Linked DNA regions of Mus musculus: region 2 is linked to region 1. A link is a contact called in public HiChIP or PLAC-seq data. All regions are on one chromosome and are shown on one strand. The core of a region is the stretch at or near the end of the contact, and the rest is flanking DNA. Distances in the headings are between cores, read along the strand shown. Region 1 has its middle 18 kb from the start of 4930552P12Rik. Region 2 has its middle 48 kb from the start of Gm4470.

Region 1 (2,700 bases), core at 79-2,578:
AGTTGCAAGTGGGCAGGACTGTGAGAGTGGGCGGGACCGTGAGAGGGGGCGGAGCCAGTGAGAGAGGGCGGGGCAGTGAGAGTGGGCAGGAACCTGAGAGTGGGCCCTGACAGTGCTCAGAGAGTTGAACCTGACACAGGGCTGCAGGAACAAGTGCTGTACAGCAAGGTGGCACATATTAAAGGCAAAACATCTCGTGTTTCTTTACATTTTGCATTTCATTATTTTTTGGGGGGACTGGTGGGTGTTTTCCATGAAGCACATGTGGAGCACATCAGAGGATAACTTGTAGCAATCAGTTCTCTTCTTCCGCCATGTGCGTTCCAAGAATTGAGCCAGAGAGGCAGGCTTGCAGCAAGTGTCTTTCCCCGCTAAGTCACCACACTGGCCTCTGTATAATGTATTCCAAAATAACTAATGAGATTATAAGTAGCCTCATTACGAAGGAAGGACAAATAGTGGCTGAGAGTGACATATCAAGCAGATTTAACTAATCATTTTGTGTACACTTCACAATGTACATGTTTGAGTTCACACAGCCCTGGGGTTGCCAAGCAGGTTCCGGTCAGCCCTACTAAAAACACCGTATCAGATTATACAGATTTGTAATACAAAACAATTTGTCACTTAAAAAATAATAAAATAGGAAGGAAGTGGCACAGAGGAAGAAAGAGAGGGAGGGCAGAGCCTGGAGGGCTGATCAGCATTGTGGTCACTTCTGGGCCAGGCCAGCGCTGAGATTGATCCGTGGTTAGAGTCAAGCCTGTGGGGGTGGAATTTGTCCCCATCTTGATAAGAAAAGCATTGTGGAAGTCTGACTTTTCTGGCCAATTCTCCACCATGGGAACAGATCCTGAGACCAGTGGGAGGGTACAGCGGTGTCCTGGGGGCCTAAACCCACAGTGAACATCTCTTCTGTGTCCCTTCACCCAGGCTCATTGCTCCCCGAAGCCTGACTCAGCCTCTGAGGCCGTGTGATCTAGGAGGGCCCCTGAGTACAGCTGTGGAGGTTCGGTGGCGGCGAGCCCTGGGCTGGAATGTCAGCCGCGGTGTGAAGAAGGGCCAGAAGCGACATCAGTGCCCATGGCAATGCCTCTCCTGGCATCGCTGGGTTTGCGACAAAGTCTGGCTCAGCCCTGGCTCCCTTTCCTTCCTCAGCTCAGAGTCATCCTTGAGCGCCTGTGCTCTTTCCCACTGACCTCCTCTTCGGTCTCAATGTGTGGTTATCTGCAACCACAGAACAAATCGCACCAACACTTAAGGGCTTAATACGATGATGACACCGTTTTGTTTGCAGATCTTCGACTTGGACCTGGCTGTTCCCCTTGGCACCTGTTGCAGTGCCTCAAAGGCTGGAGTCACCCGAAGCAGCTCTCTTTGTCAGTTCTGTCAGTAGCTGGAGAATCTCCACGCAGCAGTGAGACTGCCTCCCAGCACAGAGGCCTGGCTGTAAGAAAACGAGAAAGAAGGGATGCGTGCTTAGCATGATGTCTGCTGTGGTCACAGGCTTGCCTACATGGAAAGGAAGAAAGCATGGCCCTCTACCTGTTCATAGATGAGTATAACGTTATCTATATAAGAAAAGCCACAAGGTGGCTCACACCAGGCAGCCATCTTTGAAAAATGAAACCTGCCACACACAGCTGCTTTCGCCAGTCACTGGACCTTCGCTCATTCTGTTTCTGCTACCTGGAACAGTTTTTCTTGTCTTCCTTTAGCGGAAACTTCCCCAGTTCCACACTTCTCAGCTGAGTCGTTTTATCCGTGAAGAGTTCCCTTAACTCCATGATCAGACCATTTCCCCTTAGCTAATAGTTTCTGAGGCTTCCTCAAAGCTCAAAAGATACGTTTTATACATGTAAATAATGTCTGCAGCCGACTTGTGCTCTCCCTCTCTTCTGAATATTTTTTAAATTACGTGATTATGTGTGTTTGTTTGCCTAGGTGTGAGTTTATGTGTTGCAGCCTGAGAAGAGCAGAGGTGGTCGGATCCCCAGAGCGTGGGTTGCTACAGTGGAGTCACCTGATACAGGTGCTCAGAACTGAGTTCAGGTCCTCTGCAAGAACAGTAAGTGCTCTGGACTGCTGAGCTTTCTCCAGCCCCAGCTCTATGTTCTTTTCTTCATACATATACATACACCAAACCCAGCTCCCCGTGACAGAGCCATCTCTCTAGCTCCCACCCAGGTTCGTTTTTCCACAGAATTATATGAGACCTACTGTGTATCAGTTCCTACCATATGTCAGCACTGTGGATGCTGCTAGGCAGAACCAAACATAATTCACTGTCTATGGGAGACTTACTATCTAAAAGAGACAACAGTGTGTGCGTGTGTGTATATTTGTGTGTGAATGTGTATGTGGCTGTATGTGATTGTATGTATATATGTGTTTGTGTGTGTGTATATATATATATGTATGTATTTGTGTGTGAAGTGTATGTGACTGTATGTGATTGTATGTATGTATATTGGTGTGTGAATGTGTATATGGTGATTGTTCATATGTACATGTATGTATATGTATTTGTGTGTGAGAGTCTGTGTGGGTATGGTGTGTGTTAGTGTGTCTGTGTGTGAAAGAGCAAAGAGCTGTTGCTAGAAAGAGAGCCCGCCAATTAATTCTTATAGAGAACACAGCTTGCTTCCCAGCATCTTATTCTTACACAGCCACCTGTAACTCCAGCTTCAGGAGTCCTCT
Region 2 (2,700 bases), core at 89-2,588, 310 kb after region 1:
AACTGTGGTGGTGGTGTGTATAACAATGGATACACTGAAAGTCTTTGGATTGTGTACTTTGACATACTGAAACACACAAAGACAAGCAAAACATCAAAGGCATGTTTCTTCTGAGCTTGAGAGGTCAATGCTAAGTGAAACCATTATCCTGAGAAGCCTTAAAAAACCATAGAGGGAGGAAAAAATAGGTTATACTAAAGTTTTGGCCCCAGTCAGTAACTTTTAAAATAGTCTCCCCGAGTAAAAGCATTCTAGAAAAGTCAGGGCCAGGATGGGGTGAGAGGTGTTCCCCACTGGAGGAGTTACCCAAGAACTGTACTTACACATAACAGGACACCCTTCAGCAATGAAGAGCCAATACCCAACAACTCAGATGGGCCAACACCAGCAACCCAGACAAATGTCGGATACATTGTGCTGAGTGAAGGGAACCAGACGGTACAAACACCTGATTCCTTGGGTAGGAAGACCCAGGAAAGGCAGCTGGAAGGGAAGGTCACCAGCTTAGAAGGGCGCGGGGAGTCTGGGGTGGGGGGAGGGGCTGATTATAGAGAAGGGATAGAACTTTTTGAATCGATGGGAATTTTATGCCTAGATTTTTGTGGCTTTTGAAAACTAAATAATAAAAATAGTGAACTGATCTGTTTGCCAATGGAAAACTAAAACATCCGGGGAAAGGACACGAAGAGCATACGTAGATGTTCCCGTGGAAGATGTCTGCTCAAGGAATGGGGCTGTGGCATCAACACTCTGACCCTCAGGTGACTCACGGGCCACAGGGACTTCCCCAATGCTTAAGCGATCTAAGCTTGTCAACCTCCAAAGCCAAGACTGGGCATGGGTCTTACAGCTGCTATCTTTACCTTCCTCTCTCTTTCTTCCCCGACCCCCTCATCCTTGTGTGCTCCGGCACCTCCCTACTTGTTAAGGGCTCTGGGCTCTCCCTGTGCTAGATCGAGTCTTGAGCAGAGCGGGACCTTCTTTACCTTAGCCGGCTCCTTGGTATGCTTACTTTCCCACTGTTAAGCCTGATGTGAGCTAGGCCCCGCAATCCCACATTTCTGATTCATAACCTTCCCAAAGAGACTCAGCCCAGAGCAGGCATGTTCTGTGGCTGTCAAAATTGCCATTTGTCCATTTAGAGTGGAAAGGTAGATTTCCTACACGGCTCTGGGACAATCGCAGGTTCCCCTCCTTCATGGGCCAGCCTTTGGAAATCACACCAGCTCTCTGGCCCGGCGGTCTTCTGGTCCTCGGCTTCTTTGCTGCTCTCCTCCTCTCCTCTGTGGCCCTCATTTGTCATCTCCCTTAGCACACAGGCCTTATTGTCTGTGCTCCATGGTGACTCAGGGCTAGCGTCTGTTACTGGGCTAATTAATGGCCTGGCCACGTGCACGGAAGGTTTTTCCAGGGAGGGACATGCCAGCTCTTTCTGGTGCTCTGGGCTCCAGGCTGCAGCACCCCAGCCCTGGCTGCACGTGGGAAGTCGGCCTGGGCCTTCTTCCTGCTTCAGCTCTTTCTCCTTGCTTCTCCGGGAGCAGGGAAACAATTTCCTCTTTTCATAGCAACTCAGTGGCAGGCAGATTAATGAACCTGAGCCCAGCACCGAGGCCCCAGCGTGCCAAGAATGTCTGCGGTGCATTCAGGGGTCCCAGTGGCAGGCTGCAGGAGGGACAATCGGTGACAACAAAAGACACAGGGCTGCGCAGTCAAGTTCCCAGCAGCGGCTGCTGCTGCTCCTTCCGACCCCAAGTTCCACTGCGGAAATGATCCTTCACCTCCCGCTCCTCCGGAGCCCAGTATATGGCACTCCACACTCAGAGAGCCTCAGCTTCCCAGGCGCTAGCTCTCAGGCTTCACTTCACTGTTGGGAGCAGAAAGCCAGTCCAGCCATATCCATTGGCCATGCTGTAAACACCCTGCCTATGGTGTGCCCCAGTAAGGTCTTGGGTGGAGCTGTGATGGATGGAAGGACAGCTGCTGAGGCCCACTTGTAACAGGCATGCTGCTGGTGAGCAGCTGCCATATGCTCTGTTGTAAGACTGTGAGGCCCAGACGTGAGCCAGTTGGGTGGTTTTAGGTGTGTCCCTGTCCAGGTCCTGGTCCCGGTCCCGTCCCCCGTCCCCCTCCCCTGCCCCGTCCCCCATCTCCCTCCCCTCCCCCTCCCCTGCCTCTCCCTCTCTGTCCCTCTCTCCCTCTCTGTCCCACTCTCCCTCTCCATCCCCTTCTCCCTCTCCTTCCACCTCTTCCTTCCCCCTCTCTCTCCCTTCCCCCTCCCCCTTTCTCTTCCCCTCCAACCCCCCCCCCACCTCTCTCTCCTTCCTTTCCATGGTAGTTCTTTACAAACTGCAATACAGTACTTACTTCACTAAATGAGAAACAGACAGTCCTGTGTGGGCCTAGGAGAACTTTGCTTTGGAAACACAAAGCAAAAAATGAGCCCCCAGAAAAGGAGGTTTGCAAGCAGCCTCAAAACGAGGACAATGAAGTAGTCAATAACCACATTGGGCACCAGATGCTGCCTGTGCCCTGGACCACCCGATGCCCAACCCTACTTGCACTTGGGAGTTGGAAGTAAGGTGGCTCAGAATCAACAGACTTCAGGAACAGATGAGAAATGCCACAGCAAGCTCATCTGAACGCTTTTATAAGCTCCTTTAATACCCTCTACCCGTGCCCACATATATACACACATAGACA

Evidence for each region. HiChIP or PLAC-seq counts read pairs in DNA pulled down with a chosen protein or histone mark.
Region 2: a FOXA1 HiChIP or PLAC-seq map of pancreatic cancer cells shows a contact between it and region 1. The contact joins two enhancer-like sites. A contact is called at or near these places in 1 of 15 datasets of contacts at CTCF or cohesin (the NIH/3T3 cell line), 2 of 484 Hi-C or Micro-C datasets (nephron progenitors and stem cell-derived neural stem cells) and 1 of 115 datasets of contacts at active chromatin or transcription factors (pancreatic cancer cells).

The regions. Positions count from the first base shown.
Region 1 is chr19:55,719,228-55,721,927 of GRCm38.p6, forward strand. No RefSeq gene overlaps it. Among named protein-coding and RNA genes, the nearest start is that of 4930552P12Rik, 18 kb to the left of the region's middle. Within about 2 kb of position 1,329, at least 19 of the 459 cell types and tissues checked have an H3K27ac peak or open chromatin away from gene starts, as enhancers often do. A contact at or near this core is called in pancreatic cancer cells, where this site is marked.
Region 2 is chr19:56,028,198-56,030,897 of GRCm38.p6, forward strand. No RefSeq gene overlaps it. Among named protein-coding and RNA genes, the nearest start is that of Gm4470, 48 kb to the right of the region's middle. Within about 2 kb of position 1,339, at least 117 of the 459 cell types and tissues checked have an H3K27ac peak or open chromatin away from gene starts, as enhancers often do. A contact at or near this core is called in pancreatic cancer cells, where this site is marked.